2 separate regions of the Mus musculus genome follow, and region 1 is linked to region 2. A link is a contact called in public HiChIP or PLAC-seq data. All regions are on one chromosome and are shown on one strand. The core of a region is the stretch at or near the end of the contact, and the rest is flanking DNA. Distances in the headings are between cores, read along the strand shown. Region 1 overlaps St3gal4 (ST3 beta-galactoside alpha-2,3-sialyltransferase 4). Region 2 overlaps Kirrel3 (kirre like nephrin family adhesion molecule 3).

Region 1 (3,083 bases), core at 455-2,954, 110 kb before region 2:
GGAAAATGAGGCAGAAGGACCTAAAGTTCATGGGCATCTTAAGTTGCAGAGCAACTGCTTGTAACTCCACCTAGGAGCTCTGATGCTCTCTTCTGGGTTCTGCAGAGCTGCATGCATGCAGTGCATATATATTCAGGTACACACATAAACACACAGAAAATAAAATAAAAAGTGGTATATACAGCATTAACCTCAGCACTTGAGAGTCAGAGTCAAGAGGATCTCTGTGAGTTGGAGGCTAACCTAGTCTACATAGTAGTATCTGGACATCCAGAGTTATGTAGAGAAACCCTGTCTCAAAGAAGACGAAGATGAAGACGAAGAAGAAAAATGAAATTATTTTATTATTTTTGTATGTATGCATGTTTACACATGCATATGTGCATGCACATGTCTCAGTGTACTACATGTGGAGGTCAGAGAACAACTTAATGGAAGTGGATTCTGTTTGTCTCTACATAGTTCCTGCGAATCAAATCCAGGTCATCAAGCTTGGTGACAATTGCACTTACCTCAGCCTTTGTTTGTTTTGTTTTGAGACAGGGTCTTATGTAGCCCAGGCTGGTCTCGGATCTGCTCTGTATAGAAGATAATCTTAAATTCCTGATCATATTGCCTCTGCCTCCCAAATACTGGATCATGTTTTGGGAAAAAAGATTAAAAATAAATTGGTGAAATTAATTTTAATATTGTAATATTATCAAAGTATTATACATTTAATGTAGTTAGGTTTCTCAATAAGTTTGCTTCTTAAAAATTATAATGTCTGTGAAGTCAGTGAGTGCTTCTACTTAGAACCCCTGTCAGTGTTAACTGGCCACATTAAATATTTAAATACTTTTCTATTTGTTTATTTTCCATTTTTTTTGTTTACTGTGTGTGCGTGTGCATGTACATTCATGGGAGGCAGAGGACAGCTTCTTTCAAGAGTCGATTCTTTCCTTCTAGTATATGGGCCCTGGGATCAAGTTCAAGTCATTAGTCTTGGTGACAAGCACTTTAACCCACTGAGCCATATTGTGACCCTACCCAAGTATTTTAGGTCATATGGGCTTGTTGGTATTGTGTGGCCAGATCAGGGCTAGTATAATCCACTATTTTCACATAAGGCATCTGAGAGCTAGAGGAGAGAGGGCCTGCTGGTGAGCCAGCCCAGATTCCAGTATCTTTAGCCTCCTGGGTAGGCAGTATTGGAAGAGAAATATCTTCAGGAGGCTTTGGCTTGGAAGAACCTGGGACAGGTTACTATTGGCAACCATTTCTCCTTTATTTATCCTGGCTCTGACCTGGCCTCCTGACTAGCCACTTGGTCACATGGGCTTCAGCTTTCTAGCCCTGAGAATTTATGGAATTTGGTGTCTGCCCCTCTAGGCAAACACCAGAAGTATAATTTTCAGGCGGTTCCCTGTAATGTCTTGTGACTAGTAAGACATCACATGAATGTCTTAACATTGTATCAATCATTCAGATACTGTATTAGATGGATGATACAGTGTTTCTACATGGAAGTCTTCCAGGCTAGGATGTCTGGGTGGGCGTGGAGCCCAAAGGAGGGCACCAGAGAGACCCTTGTGATTATGTTGGGAAGGTTATGTGCCTCTTTTTCATTTGTGCTTGAATGGTTTGTAGGACAACCCTACCTTCCACAGGTGGCTGTCTCTTTCCTCTGCAGTCTCTAAATGAGCCTGGAAGAATAGTCTCACCTCAGCCCTCCTGTGATCACACTACACAGGAATGGGGACTGACATCCAGCTATGACATTACTGGGGCTTGTACCAGAAGTGCCAAGGGGACCCAACCTATTACCACAAGTTTTTCCATTATTGTACTACTGTACATTATTACCATTGTATTATAACAATGATTCCTGATGAACAGATCCATTCGTTAATCCAACAAATTTGTATTGAGAACTAACTGTGTGCCGGGCACAGTTCTAATTATTGATGGTACAGCAGCAAGAAGAAAAAAACAACAACAAAATCATCACAGGTTGGGAAGCATTGGCTGTGTGGGGAATGGCTCCTGGAAAGTGTAGAGAAGGTAAATGAAGAGCTAGATACATAGCTATCCAAGCCTGTGTCTAGACAAAACCCTCGTGCCTAGCATATAGCCAGTGCGGAGGTCAAAGGAAGGTGTGTGTCTAGTTTCCCTCACCAAGGCATGGAGGCAAGACACATGAGAAAACAGGCCATGAAGAAGAGAGGAGTTGGCTATGAGGGTCCCAGGAGATCTGCTAAGACAGGTCATGTAGATCTTCATTGGCATTGGGAGGTAAGCCATCAAATGGGGATCACTGTAATGCCGAACCAGGCTGTTGACCCTCTACTGAGACGAGATGGGCCCAGGAGGTTGCATTAATCATATTATATTCAAGTCGTGCTTGACGTCCCTGAGATACTGGCAGTAACACTAAGCTAAGAAGGGTTGCTGTGGGTTAGCTAACATCATGGAGACTCACCTGGACATGCAGGGAAATGTGTGGAAACAGGTTTAGTAGAGTCCTAAACTGAAGTTTAGAAGAGAGGCCACATGTTTGCAGAGCCCTGGAGACTTGGCATACCAAAAGGATATCACCTGTCAGTATGCTTGCAAGTCTGGTGTCCATGTGTACGGAAAACATGCTAGAGAGCTTCCAGAGGGACACCAGGGCTTTGGGTACTAGCAATTTTGTCTCTTGAGAAGAGTGGCCTAAGAAGAGGTTAAGACAGTTCTTTTTAATTGCTGGAAGCACTTAAAGGACTTTGGTGGGCCAGAGTTCGACACATCTCTAGTTGTTTCAAAGGGCATCAGATGACCAATACTTGGTGTATTAGTCAGTGTTCTCTAGAGTCACAGAACTTATGGGATATCTCTATATATTAAGGGAATTTATTGTACTGACTTACAGTCTGTAGCCCAACCAACCTAACAATGGGTGGCTAGGAATGGAACGTCCAGGAGTCTAGTAATTGTTCAGTCCCACGAGGCTAGTTGTTTCAGATGGGCTTCTATATAAGCTGAAATCCTGAAGCAGTAGGTTCCAACAGATGTGCTGGCAAGTAAATGCAAGCAGGTGAAGAAGAGTGAATCTCCCTTCTTCC
Region 2 (3,086 bases), core at 81-2,580:
AGATGGGAGATGTGTGTGTGTGTGTGTGTGTGTGTGTGTGTGTGTGTGTGTGTGTGTGTGTGTAGGGGGCTACTCATTACCTCTCCATTCAGATGGGGCCCATTGCTAGGACCATGTGGGGAGGGGAGGAAGTCTCAGAGAAGCCCAGGCCTGGAGATGCATTATTCATGCATCCCCTCACAGGATTGGTTATTATCCTGAACCACTATAGAGTTTGGTCTCCTAATTTTTAATCACAAGGAAGGTGGAAGCGTTAGCCTTTTTGTGATTAATCGGGAGATAAAAATAGTTGACTGTTTTGGTGTTGCTCCTGTTGTCAGTCAGGAACTAAATTTGCATTAACTGTTGGGGGACCGAGGCCTGGGGAAGACCCGGGGAAGACCCGAGTGGAGCCCAGGCAGTCTCTGGTTTTGAGCCTGCTTCACACAGGGCCAACCAGAGTGAACATACATACCTGACCCAACTGGCCCCTTGAACAGAGGGGAGCAGAAACTCCCATTCAGGTCCTCATCATAGAGGTGGTGCCTCTTTGTAGTTGACCTTTCTGTCACCCTGGGTTTGGGTAGCATCTAGGCTCGGTCTCTTCTTCTGAAGTGTCTTTCCTCTGGCACCTGCCCTACAGTGGGCAGTGTAAGGCATCTATCGCTCACCCTCTGTGGGTGGGGAGCCCCTGAAAACCCTCTCTGAGCTCTGCTACAAAGAACAAGGGCATCTCTTTGGAGGGATAGGATGGGGAGATATTACACAGTCCACTCTACATGGACACAAAGAAACTGAGGCCCAAGAGAAAAAGGCTAGCCCAAGGTTATCAGGGAGGAAGCAAAGAAGGAAAAGAGGATTTGGAAGGCACATCCAGGCAGGTAAAGCTTCTACTTGTTGATATATTAAGCTAGCCTCCCCTCTGACACCCACCCTCACCCCATTCAACAAGATTCTGTATCTAGAAGCACCATAGGACCTTATAGTTATCCCTGAGATGACCTTGAACTTGGAGCTGGAGCTTGTGGTCAAGGTTTCTTCCCTTGCAACATGAGTTGGATAGAAGGCTGCCTAGGGCTAGGGTTGGAGGACTGTTGTCCCATTCTGGGCTGCTGTCAGCTCACTGCTTTTGTGCTTGACAACTGTATAGAGTCAAGCTCATTTAAGTCATTGGTTTTGGTTTACCAGCTTGGTCAACCCCCTTCCCCACTCAGCCCTGCCCCCAGAGCAGCCCAGATTCATTGTCTTGGGGTAACAGTGAGGATGTTTCATCCCATTGGTCACCCAAGTGGTTTCCTGGTTGGGTTTCCAGGAATTCCTCAGATACCATGTCAACCCAGATGGCTGGCTCCACAGACAGCCATCTGGGCACAACTGCCTTGTGAGTCAGCAACAGCCACACAGAAGGCTTTGTGTGGCAGCAGGAAGGATGGGAAGCCAGCCAGGCCATCTTCTTGCTTTCAGCCAGCATGGGGGGAACTCACAGAAGTTAGGCTTTGACAGGGCTGATCTTTAACTGACCAGCAGTGAATTCTCCATCCTATAATGGAGACATTTATGCAAAACTTGAATTCGTCCTGTCCCTGTTCTACCTCAAATCCTCTGGGGCTCCCACACTGTACTTGAAACATGACTTGCACTTAGAGTTGCCCACAAACACTTTCACCCATGATCCCTAGTATCCATGAGACACCAGTCCACCCATCTTTCTTTGTCCCCAGGCCCTGGCCCATCAGCCCCTCTGCATAAGGGTCAATAAGGGTGCCATCGTCTCCCCAGAGGGGCTTGCTCTGGTCACCCTGTGTAACACCCCCATGGCTTTCTGTTGCAGTTCTCATTTTGTCTTCTTCATCGACGAACGGCAAAGAACAGGAAAGGTCTTATCTGCCATGGTCCTGGTGGCATTGCTGTGCCTAGGTCAGTACCCAACTCACAGGGACATCTATATACATTTGTTGAATAAGTAGTGAAAGATCCTCTTGGGAGGAAGCACAGACATTGTTTTATGAGGTCCATATTTTTATAGTTTCTCTCTCTCTCCCTCCTTCCCTCCCTGCCGTGTGTGTGTGTGTGTGTGTGTGTGTGTGTGTGTGTGTGTGTGCTCATTCAGGGTACATTTGGGGGAGTGGTGGGCAAAGTTCTTCCTTGGTCTGGATAGACAACTGTGGAGGAACCTCTAAGCTCTAGAGAGAAGGATGCTGGAGCTAAGGAGGCTTAATGTTCGAAGTGGTTCGTAGCCTGCCTCCTTGGAGCCTGAGGCTTCTTAGCAGAGAAGAGGCAGCAACCCCAATTTGCCTGATTCACAGGCTGGAGAGAGGCTGCAGGCTAAGCTCAGAGATGTTTGACTGTTGACAGTCTATACGTCCTCTTTCAGGGGTCCACCCAGCTCCTGCCCTGGCAGCTCTGGGGAAGGATTGGGGAGCAGCCTGGGCTGTACCATGAGTCCCAGTGTTGACTAGAGCTGGAGAAGGGCAGCTGGAGTCAACCATCAAAAGAGCTTCAGAATTTTCTTTGTGTTCTCTCAGTGACAGCCCTATATAATGGTTAGCCAATGTTTCTTTTTGCCCTCTCCCATCCCACAGCCCTTGATCCTTCTGTTCTCCCCATGCCTACTTGGTGTCCTGAACTTTGGATCCTTTGGCTGCCATACAACTCCTCTCTTTGGGCTGATAACGAGACCCCAGGAACTCAAGGCTTATGCCCGGAGGCATCCAGAGGCTACATCTTCACTGGTGAGCTTGCTAAAGACTGGGAACATTTTCGAATATCCACGATTGAGGGCCACTGCTCTAAGGGTCTGCTAGAAGAAATTGCAGGCTGATGAGTGTGAGGCCGGAGGACTAGACAGTAAGAATAGCTCTGGGGTTCTCCGTCCCTATGGTAGCTCCATTCTTTCTTAGCTTGGGTTGGGGAAGAGGCAGGCTGCCTGCACTAAAGTCAGGAGACCCTGTTTTAGAGAAGGTGCCATCTCTTCAGCTTGCGATGTAAGGGTTCTCCTATCCCTTCTCCTCCCAACCTTTAAAACTAGCTAAGAGGCCATTCTTTTCAACCAGTCTTTCCAGAGTCTTCCAGTTGGACCAAGTAACTTCTGGCTTTATACTGCAGTA

What was found. HiChIP or PLAC-seq counts read pairs in DNA pulled down with a chosen protein or histone mark.
Region 1: a contact with region 2 is called in an HNF4G HiChIP or PLAC-seq map of pancreatic cancer cells. The contact joins two enhancer-like sites. A contact is called at or near these places in 1 of 484 Hi-C or Micro-C datasets (nephron progenitors), 3 of 115 datasets of contacts at active chromatin or transcription factors (astrocytes, double positive thymocytes and pancreatic cancer cells) and 2 of 9 other capture datasets (adipose tissue and liver).

The regions. Positions count from the first base shown.
Region 1 is chr9:35,094,147-35,097,229 of GRCm38.p6, reverse strand. All of the region lies in intron 1 of St3gal4 (ST3 beta-galactoside alpha-2,3-sialyltransferase 4), which reads left to right. Among named protein-coding and RNA genes, the nearest start is that of 4930581F22Rik, 21 kb to the left of the region's middle. Within about 2 kb of position 1,704, at least 15 of the 459 cell types and tissues checked have an H3K27ac peak or open chromatin away from gene starts, as enhancers often do. A contact at or near this core is called in pancreatic cancer cells, where this site is marked.
Region 2 is chr9:34,984,620-34,987,705 of GRCm38.p6, reverse strand. All of the region lies in intron 4 of Kirrel3 (kirre like nephrin family adhesion molecule 3), which reads right to left. It overlaps Kirrel3os (a long non-coding RNA gene), which reads left to right. Exons shown (of 16, transcript XR_003948304.1): 4 at 1,811-1,896; 5 at 2,562-2,711; 6 at 3,033-3,086. Among named protein-coding and RNA genes, the nearest start is that of Kirrel3os, 22 kb to the left of the region's middle. Within about 2 kb of position 1,330, at least 61 of the 459 cell types and tissues checked have an H3K27ac peak or open chromatin away from gene starts, as enhancers often do. A contact at or near this core is called in pancreatic cancer cells, where this site is marked.